Linked DNA regions of Anser cygnoides: region 1 is linked to region 2. Evidence: chromatin contacts called from public Hi-C data. All regions are on one chromosome and are shown on one strand. Each heading gives the region's core, a stretch centred on a gene start, on an enhancer-like site or on the middle of the called end of the contact. The rest is flanking DNA. Distances are from core to core; before and after follow the strand shown. Region 1 holds the start of EIF4E2 (eukaryotic translation initiation factor 4E family member 2). Region 2 holds the start of PDE6D (phosphodiesterase 6D).

Region 1 (4,889 bases), core at 453-2,952, 300 kb before region 2:
GACCAGGATGAAATGTCTCCCGTCCCTTTCTCATGCAATGGCAAGGACCACAAAACAGCCCTACGTAATAGAAATGGTCTGAGCTCTGGTCTAAGAGTACCACTAAGATGCAGGAGGCAGGCACAAACTCTCTGTAAACACATCTTTATGTGACTCATTGTCCTAGGGGGCTGGGCTCTACAGAAACGTATATACACCATGGACAGGAAAGGCTCCAGTGACTGCGCTAAATGGATTCCAATCAGTGAAGAATGCCTTGACTGGGCATGCACTTGTTTTAGGGATGTCATGGGAGGTCCCTGTGGGACTTTCTGTTGTGTACACTGAAATATTTTTAGCAGACTGAGCTGTTCAGAGAACAGTTTGGTACAATGCCTGCATCTACTTTTAATGCCTCTTTTCAGGATGAGCTGCTCTTGGCAGCAAGGTGAATGCTGTAGGACCACTGCTCCATGTCCTTCCCAAATGCTGGGCCGCAAATATACACTCAGCACACAAAATTAATGAGTTTCCCATTCATGTACTAGCCTAGCCTGCACAATTCTTAGTTGCTGAGCATGTTACCGAGGTATCTCAAGAAGTCTTTACAGTAAAAGGTGTAATAAAGAAGTCTGCAATGACTGTCCAGAAAAAATGGGACAAGCTAACATGGTCGTGGCTTTGAGAACTACAGCCAAGTGCTGACCTAAGGTGTAGGAGGAAACAGATGAGACCAGCGGTGGCACTAACACACTTGCAGGATCTAAAAACACTTATTTAGGAAGAGATCAGGAACCACCATAAGAGCTGGGTGCCTGGAGAGCCATGGGACCTCACTGATGCATACTTAGCTCAGAAAACTAAGGGTAATAAGTATTTGTCCCCTGTGCAGCTGCAACATATTTAAGATGCTTGTAGCTCAGACATTTCCAGCTGCCCTTCTACCTCCTCCTCCTTTTTCTTCTGAGAGACTGTTGACCTGTTTATTTCTTTTAATTCAACCTCAAAAGCAAAATATTTTGTCTAAGTACTTGAGGATGTTTCTCGGCGGTCACCACAGAGGCAGTAATGTTGGTCCACCCTAGATTGAAACAAGCCTTGTTGTACACTGTTTTCCTCAGTCAGTAAGATTATTTATTTTTAATAGAGCTACAAGGCTGCTGTCTTACCAACTTCATCAACTTAGTATGGACTTTGTGATGCAGAAAGCCCTCTTGCTGGAAATTTGCTATGCTATTAAAAGATTCTTAAGTCCCATCATCTGTCTTACATCTACAGGCAAAGGATGACCCGCGCTCTGTGTTCAGAGATCACCATGACACAAGTGATCATGGATCTCTTTTTGGCAGGCTCAGACATCACCACTAACACTTCGTGCTGGCCTCTCCTCTATGTGGTGGTGTACCTGGGAGAACAAGGTGAGAAATGCATGGATTGTACTTATACATGTCACTGTCCCTGCTTGTGCCTCAGCACTAGGCAAAATGACATTGAGTCAGTTGTCCCAACCCTGCAGTGTAACGTGGTTGGGGCATTTTGAGTTAAAATAAAGCCTACACATAAAATTCTTTCCTGGACACTCGCAGCAGAGCCCCCTCCTCGCCCCACAGGGCTGGCCCTAGCGCCACACCCAACATGGCGGCCGCCCCGCCACCCTCCGCCACACACAAGATGGCGGCCGGGTGCGTCGCTTTTCCGCTTCCGACGCTCGCCGCGCTCACGGTGCCGGGGCGAGGAGGGGGGGGGGGGGGCAGCGAAGCGGCGGACGGCGGCGGAGGCTCGGGGCTCGCGGCCGGAAGCGGCGGAAGGCTTTGGGCGGCGGACCCGGCGGGGCGGAAGTGGCGGAGCGGACGGAGGTGGCGGCAGCGAGCGACGATGAACAACAAATTCGACGCGTGAGTCGGCGGCGCGGCCTGCCCCGGGCCTGACGGCACCGGACCCTGCCCGCGGCCCCCCTCCGCCGCCCGGGACCGCTCCGGGCCTGGCCGCGAGTCACCGGGCCCGCAAAGCCCCGGCCCGGCTCGGGGGGCTCCCGCCTGGCCCCGGGGAGCGGGCCCGGGCCCGGCCGCTGCAGCCCCCGGTTGTGGCGGGGCGGCCCTCCCCGCTTCTCGCTCGGCTTCTCCGGCCCTCAGCGGGGAAGGGGCCGCGCCCGTGAGGTGCTGGGGGGCAGGGAGCTGCCTTCTGGCCCTCGCGTGTGCCTGGGGTGGCTGCCACAGGCGCTGGGCGTGCGGAATGCCGCGTGTGGTGCTCGCCGCGTGGGCTGTCAGGTGGAGGTTTGTAACCTCGGACCGTGTGGGAGCTCGGCAGCGCGGGCCGCTGGGTTTTGGCGTAGAAATTCTGGACTGCGAGGTGTGGCGCCTGATTGCTGTGTTCCTTTCCCCTTGCCAGATTGAAAGATGATGATAGCGGAGACCATGACCAGAACGAGGAGAATAACACACAGAAAGACAGTGAGAAGGAAAAGAACGACCGAGAGAAACCACAGAGTACTACCAAGAGGAAGGTAAGGTGCTGGCACCTGCCTTCCCTCAGTGGGGCGTGAGGTGGGAGTGCTGGAGAGCCCTCAGCTCTGGGATAAAGAAGGTGTCTTTAAGATCTGTGGCCACTTCACGTGCTGTTACTGTGCTAATGACAGCTGAGGGGCCGCGTTAGCATTTGGATAATTCGATGCAGCTTTTGAAGGTATGTAATCTGAGGGGAGAATGCTCCATTCACAGTTGCAGCTAGGCACAGCCAAGCTTTTGAATAGAAATGAGAGTAAAGTTGGTTTCCCCCCAAAAAAAAATTTTTGGAAGAGGATGTGGGAAGGACAGGTTGACAGAGGAGTGGTGGCTTGCAGTTGGTTTACCAAGCTGAGTTTGTGCCACTGATGAAATAATTCAAGATGTGATCTCTGTGAGTGTTGTGTGGCTTTGTTAAGAAGGTGGATATACATGTTGTTTTCTTAATCTTGTACTTAATACTGTCATGTTTGAAGTAATACAATCATTATAAACTTACTGTAGTCCAGAAGAGAATAGAGACTTAAGCCCTAGTCACTCCTGCAGCAATTTCTAGTGACACAAGATGAGGGCTTTGAGGCTTTTTTTCCCTGTCAGATTTGACTCTTAGCTAGTGAGTTCTTGTTAGCCTCTTTTATGTGTATTAGAAGATTTTTTTAATTGGAAATGGATGTTTTGGAAATTGAAAAGACCTCTCGGCTGACTGCTAGTGATGGGTTCTGCCAAAGCTGACATAACAAGTTCTGAGACAGACTAATCCTCCCGGAGTGGCGGGGTGTTGGTTGCTTAAGGGAGTTGTTGTCACCAAAGAGTTGTAATTGCTTTTGAATCATGGCTTAGCATAAATGAGTTTTACTCTTCCCAGAGATGAATGACTTCTTAATTCAGAAAAGTTAAATTCTTGTATTGCCATTTTTAGTTGGTCTTTTTTTTTGGCGACAATCACAGTTAACTATTAGAAACAGCATCACTAAATTTTCCTTTTAGCTCTCACGAGGGTTGCTTTTTTTGTGACACTTCCCTGAGCATGTTATTATTTCCTTAGCCACCCCTGCACTGCAAATTTCTAATATTCTTTGGAATAGTCAGCTGCTGTTAGCCTAATGGTCCATGTCAGACAACTAACAGAGATGGTATTTATTTTTTCCTGTGCAAATAAGGATCAGATGTTTGTTTTATAATCCGTGAGGGCAGGAACATGTGGACTTCTGATGCTGCGAATATAATTATTTCCATTCCTGCTCTTGAGGAGTTTATAAGGGATAAGCAAGGTTTTCTGTTCTGCAGGCAGTTGTCCCAGGGCCAGCTGAGCACCCCTTGCAGTATAATTACACGTTCTGGTACTCCAGACGAACACCTGGGAGGCCTACCAGCTCGCAGAGTTACGAACAGAACATCAAACAGATTGGCACCTTTGCCTCAGTGAGTATATCCCCGTTGTGCTTGTGTCTCGTGAGCGTGATGTGGCCATCGTCGCTGGCTTGCTGAGTGTGTGCACGTGGACGCTGTGCTTCTGCTGTCAGGAACAGAGCTGAGTGTGATGTGCCGTGACTTACAGGTGAGTTCTTGAACCACATACAGCATGGGACGTGTCCTAAGCAGTTCTCTGCCCTGTGCTAGACAGCTGGAATAAAAATGATAGAAATAAAAAGGAGTCACACGTAGCTTCAGTCTGCTAGCTGCAGCAGAACTTGACAGGTAAGCAAGAGAAGAAAGCAACAGCTCTTCTGGATGCTAGGTAGCCGTGAGGCAGGCTGTACAGTCCTCCCCGATGCTGCGCCAAGTGTTTTCATCGCAAAGAATAATGAACAGGCATCGGGTGTGCTGTATATGCAAGCAGCTGTTGGCCTGGTGTCTGTTGCCCTTCTGGAAGTGATGAGTGAGGTGCAGTTTGGTGTTGCAGTGAAGTAGTTAAAAACCAAGCTCCTCTCCCTTTTCCCTTTCGCTGTTTACGGTTGTTTATTCCTAGAATGAAGGAAGTGCTGGAAGGGCGGGCAGTGTTGGGTTGTTTCATGGTACTGGCAGTGTAAAACCATCATTAAGATGCCAAGGTACACAAGTAAAATAGGTCCTCGGTGTTACAGACACCACAAACAAAACCATTCTCACGGCCGGGAAGCGTGCTGGCTGGTGGTTGCTTTGTTTGTTTGTTTTTAATCTAGTCGTTTCCCCAGGTTTTTCAAAGGCCCATGCAAATGTGAGTTCTTCCCACCAGTAAAACTATCTGCTGCCATGTGGGAATTTGTAAAATAAAAGAATACAAAAATACCCTTTCATCTCTTCTGGAGGCTGCAAAAATATGCCTGTCTAGGCAGCTTGGTTGTGTTACTGCAGCCACGCAGGGTAAGGGTGGGAGGAATAGCTCGGAGCGTGTTGGGTCATGGGGAGCTACTGTTCCTGTTCCCCTGT
Region 2 (4,947 bases), core at 223-2,722:
CTAGATTTATCTGCCAGGATTAGGATCTGATTCCTAAAATGCCCACTAATTTTACTTCCCAACCAACTTAAAGCAAAATATCAACTGCTGGCACCACAGCCATGTTAGAGCAGGAACATCTACATGTGACCAAGTGGGGTAAGCTGGGATACATAAATGCTAACGCAGCCTTGGATGCGTTTTCACTCCCCATCCACGTGTGCTTTCACCATACTTCACCCATTTATTCTCTCCTGCCAGGTTTCCAGCACCTCAACTGCCAGCACACATCTGCAGAGGAAGGGGTGATGGGAGACTGAAGACTTGCTGAAGAAGCTGTCAAGCTCTCCACTTTTCCCAGGATCTGGGGAGCAAGCTGCTAGCTGGACTCTCATCTCTTGCCTTGGCCAGGCTGGGGGCGATGTGTATCTGAATGGTGGCCGACGCGCAGCTGTACAACCCCTTCCGTTGAGTGTGGGGTGGGAGAAGGCCCCAGCTTACAAACCCATCTCTCAGTTATGCTGGAGAAACACCAGCTCTTTTATCAGCACCTTGGGAGGACGGCCGTTCCAGTGCTCTGGGGAGGCAGACGGCAGGCTGGCAGCATCCTCTCATCTGCAATGACAGCTTGGGAACTGCGACACCTGCCAGCTCCGTGTGCTTGGGATGGAAAAGCAAAGGTGAGGTTTTCAGAACAAAGTCATGCAGAGGGATAGCGAGACTTGCTGCGTAGCTTTCTCACAAGTGGATCGGAAAGCTGACGTGCTATTTGCGTTAATATAGGCTGAGGATTTTGAGAGGCGAGAACTCGGGGCTTCTGTCACCCTCTGCGTTACGGTGTCCCAGGTAGCGCCGTTCCACGGGCCGGGAGCTGTCCCAAGATCTCCAAGCTTCCTCTGTCAGTTCTTCCAGGAGCTCAAACCGGAGCAACGCCGACTGCCCAGCCCGTACCTCCCCACACAGACTGATGGAAACTGGGATTTGACCCCAAAACACAAAAAGACCCCAACTGTGCCCTGTGGGGCTGCCGCCCTGTGCCCTCAGGGGCTGACGGAGCCCCTCGCTGCCCAGCCCCGCCGTCTCGGGAGCGAGGTTGGGGCACCCAAGCCCCAGCCGCCCGGTGCCCCCTCACACCCCGCCGCCTCCTTCCCAACGAGGAGCCCGGCCCCGGGGCCGCGCTAACGCCCCGCGCCCGGCCAAGTTTGTCCCACGTCGCCTCCCGTCCCCGCCCCGCCGCCGGGCCCGGCCGCGCCGAGCTCCTCAACGCCCGCTGCGCAGCCGCCCTTGAACGACAGAGGGGAGGGGGGGAAGAGAAAGAGGGGGGGGGAAGACGCGAGGGCGCGCTCTGATTGGCCAACCCACCTGTCAGCAAAGGAGGCGGCGGCGAGTGATTGGCCGGCTGGGCCGGGCGGGAGGCGGGGCGGAGGGAGGCGGCCGGGGTTGGTTGCGGCGGGCGGTGGCGGGTGCGAGGGAGCGGAGGGAGGGAGGGGGGAGGAGGGGCGGGGGGCCCTGAGGCGCCGCTGTCACCGCCGCCGCCGCCGCCTCCTGCCCGCCCGGCCAGGCCCGGCCCGGCCCCGGCCCGCGCAGCCCCCTCCGCCCGCGGCGGGACCATGTCGGCCACGGACGAGCGGGCCAAGGAGATCCTGCGGGGCTTCAAGCTGTATCCGCCCGGCTGAGGGGGGCGGGGGGGGGAACGGGGAAGGGGGGGGGGGGGCGGCGTGAGGGGAAGGGGGGAGGGGTTGTCATGGAAACGGCCCCCCCCTCCCGGGGGGGGGATTGTGCCCGATGGGGTCCCCCCCCCACACACACACCGGGGGGTGCCAGCGGGGTCCCCTCCCCATGGAAGCAGCTGCCCGTGGTAGTGGGGGTGGCCTCAGGGCCCGGGCTTGGTGGGTGGGAGCCGGGAGGGGACTTGGGGGGGATGGAGGGGGGAGGGGGGTCCCCGCCAGGGTGGGGGTACACAGGCGGAAAGGCCGAAGGCCACCCCCGCTGCTCCCGGGGTGCCCCTGCAGGAGCTGAGGGGCTGCTCACCGGGGTCCCTGCTTCAGCTGGGGGCGGCTGGTCGGCTGCAGGAGGAGCCCAGCCCTTCCCCTGGGCCTGCTGCTCGGGGTCCTCTCCTCGGGGACCCTCTCCTCGGAAGGGCCGTACCTGGTCTGCTCGTCCCGAAGCGGCTCCTTCCCAGTCGTGCGGTGAGGTACCGGCGCATGCTGCCCTGGCCACGGTTGGCTGTACGCGTAGCGATGCCGCTGACGTGCCGTCAGATGCCTTTCCCTGCAGGTTATTTGAAAACTTTTTGCATCGGGGCTTGCAAAAGGGTTTGTTTTGCATGTTAGCTGAACGCGGGGTTAAGGGCGATCAAAGGAGATAGAGCTGAGCTCAGAAGAGAAATGAGAGCCCGCGTGCACCTTTCCAAGCCCGGGTAAAAGTAGAGAAAGGCTCAATGTAAAGGCCCACGTGCAACCTGAGGATGGGAGAAATGTGCTGCATAGAACTACTACAGCAGATTCTTCTAGGCTTGAAAGACAGGTGCAAGAATGACCTTTAAGCACAGGGAAACTTTTTTTTTTTTAGTGGAAAGGACAGAAGTGAACTGAATACCCTCTTGATCTGATGCTGTTATTCCTGAACAGATTTCTGGCCAATGAAACGTTCATAATCTCTATGCCAGCTGTAGCACAATCTGAATTTCTAGGCTGGATTTAGCAGGACAGCTACTACCAAACTATAAGCAGATGCTTTTCTTAACTTATGAATCACTGTCCCCTCCCCCAGCTTTTAGTACTGCATCTGGTTTCTTTGCTTCTGCGCTAGCAATATTGACAGCTCTCTTTATTTATGAAGATGTAATATTTCAGCTGTCAAAACGTTATTTAAGAGCCTTTTGTGCAGGCAATTAGAAAAAGCATAAGCTTCTGACAAGCCCAGACTAAGCTTCTGGTAGAAATGAGAAGTGTTTGTAAAGTTAACTCCAGGGAACAAACTTTTAAGTGTTTTTTACTTGCATTTGTCTATTGTGTTTGCTGGATAGCACAATTTAGGTGAAGGCTTTTGTCCAAGTTTGGATGAAATAATTCATTTTGTTTGTTGCCTTAAGTAGAAAATACTCTTTGACCTTTAAGAGGAAGATGGTTGTACAAGCCTAAGGTAAACTTCTGTTGTCTCAAGCAGCTGTAGCACAGGCAAGGAGCTTTAGCAGAAATGCTCTCCTGAATGACAAGTTTAGTCTTCCTTTGTTTGTCCCAGCAAAACACCAATGCCAATTTTACCTTTGATAAGACATTTTAGGCTACAAAAGCCTTGACTGTACTTCTCCAAAAACATGCAAGGGTACTTTGATAGCTCAGGTCACTGCCACAAGCACTGTGCAGCACGAAGTCTGTGAAACAAGAAAGTTTCTTTACACATTTTATAAATGGAATTTAATAAGTTAGAGTAATTGATCATCAATATATGCCATTCGTTGATCAGAAAAGCGGCCGAACGTTTCTCGTTTATGAGAGAAAGCCTTGAGACACTGCACCATCCCCACAGGAAGCCATTCATACCCAGATGTGGCCACGTTTTCCATAAGGCAGCCATCAGCAAAGTGTTCCACTTCCTTTTCTAAGAAGAGTGCATATTCTAGAGCATTGCATTTTAAAGAGATGCTTTATCTTCTACCCGCTCTACTGCTGTGTGTGCTGATTTAATTTGCTTGATAAAAAGGGAAGAGAAACATGGTCTGAGAAGCTGTTACATTTATGCTTGGAGTACTTGAAAATTTTCTCCTCCCCTCCCTGGAGCTCAGCTCCAACCTAAGCACACCCTGCAAACTTGGCACCTCAAAGTGAACTCGCTTTTAGCACCAGAAAGCAGCAGAGTTGCGCCTAGGGTATGGGTATATTACATTCCTCGTGTGGCAGGATCTGTTGGTAGAGTCGAAAGCATCACTGAAGGAAGTTTTCCAGAACACTTTACTGTAAGAACTGCCAGTTCAGCTGGAAGTGAAGTTCATATTGAGTAATCGAAGCTTCCTCAAACAACTCCTATTTATTTGTTGTTCCTGAGAACGAGCTAACTACAGGCTTTCCAACTGATTGGGACATGCTGCTGTGGAAATTAAATTATAGCCCAAATCCACCCTCTGACTTGAACACAGAGGTATGCTTTCCTTCCTCTATGACACTAGTGCAGAAGCATGTTGTGGCTAGCGTCCTCAAATTCAGGGCAGAAATATTTATTCCCTCTTCTCATGGATTTCGCTAGTTTTTTTTTCTTAAAATGAAAGCCAAAGTAAAAATATTTAATGTTTGCAGGCAGATGAGGATGCTTATATTTTATTACACTAAGCATTTCTATGGCACTAGTTAAAAATTGAACTGACAGTCCAGTGTGTTACAGTAAGAGATGGAAAGCAGCCAGCAAGAACTTTTATAGCTTGTCACTTCTTGAGACAATATTTGTTAACAGTTTACAGGTGTGTTCATCAACTCTGTTCTGAGGGCACTCCACTGAACAGCAGTGCTTATACTTAAAATATGGAAATATTTACAGGTAGTCTAGCAGTCTAAGAATGCAGACTGATTGTTTGGCCAGAAATAATAGCAGTTCAGTTGGTAATTAAAGATGCTTTCCTATGGGATAATAGCCAAGTCTCATTTCTTCAAGTACTTATGCACAACTGGTCCTGTAATTTTAAATGCATCTAGTTTGACTATGCTTTTTCCCCCAGAAGCTGAGACAGTTACACCATCAAGCTATAGAATAGCATTTTACTTGAACCTTACTTAACCTTTCAACACACTCTTCAGGTTTAATTCTCTTGTTTTAGCTTTAGAGTTCAGATGTTAGCTACATACATTTTGTAGTACATACCTTCGTGTACATACCAAAAATATTTCTCCCCAGCAGTCAAAACCTTGCATTGAGAAGTTTTTTGATGGCTTCCCCGCCAGCCCCCTTGATTTGTATTTGGCCTGTTTATATCTG

What was found. Hi-C and Micro-C count contacts between places; a contact is called where the count stands out from the background.
Region 1: a contact with region 2 is called in a Hi-C map of liver, with 2.3 times the contacts expected there. The contact joins the promoter of EIF4E2 here to the promoter of PDE6D in region 2. A contact is called at or near these places in 2 of 7 Hi-C or Micro-C datasets (granulosa cells and liver).

The regions. Positions count from the first base shown.
Region 1 is chr9:17,335,625-17,340,513 of Taihu_goose_T2T_genome, reverse strand. It overlaps EIF4E2 (eukaryotic translation initiation factor 4E family member 2), which reads left to right and starts at 1,702. Exons shown (of 7, transcript XM_067002072.1): 1 at 1,702-1,874; 2 at 2,368-2,482. The coding sequence starts at 1,855. It overlaps LOC106044823 (a long non-coding RNA gene), which reads left to right. Exons shown (of 4, transcript XR_007168356.2): 4 at 1,258-1,391. LOC125184397 (a long non-coding RNA gene) reads right to left here and starts at 55. Exons shown (of 3, transcript XR_010833471.1): 1 at 1-55.
Region 2 is chr9:17,034,577-17,039,523 of Taihu_goose_T2T_genome, reverse strand. It overlaps PDE6D (phosphodiesterase 6D), which reads left to right and starts at 1,472. Exons shown (of 5, transcript XM_067002603.1): 1 at 1,472-1,639. The coding sequence starts at 1,590. It overlaps COPS7B (COP9 signalosome subunit 7B), which reads right to left and starts at 2,311. Exons shown (of 7, transcript XM_048076650.2): 1 at 2,128-2,311. The coding sequence starts at 2,307.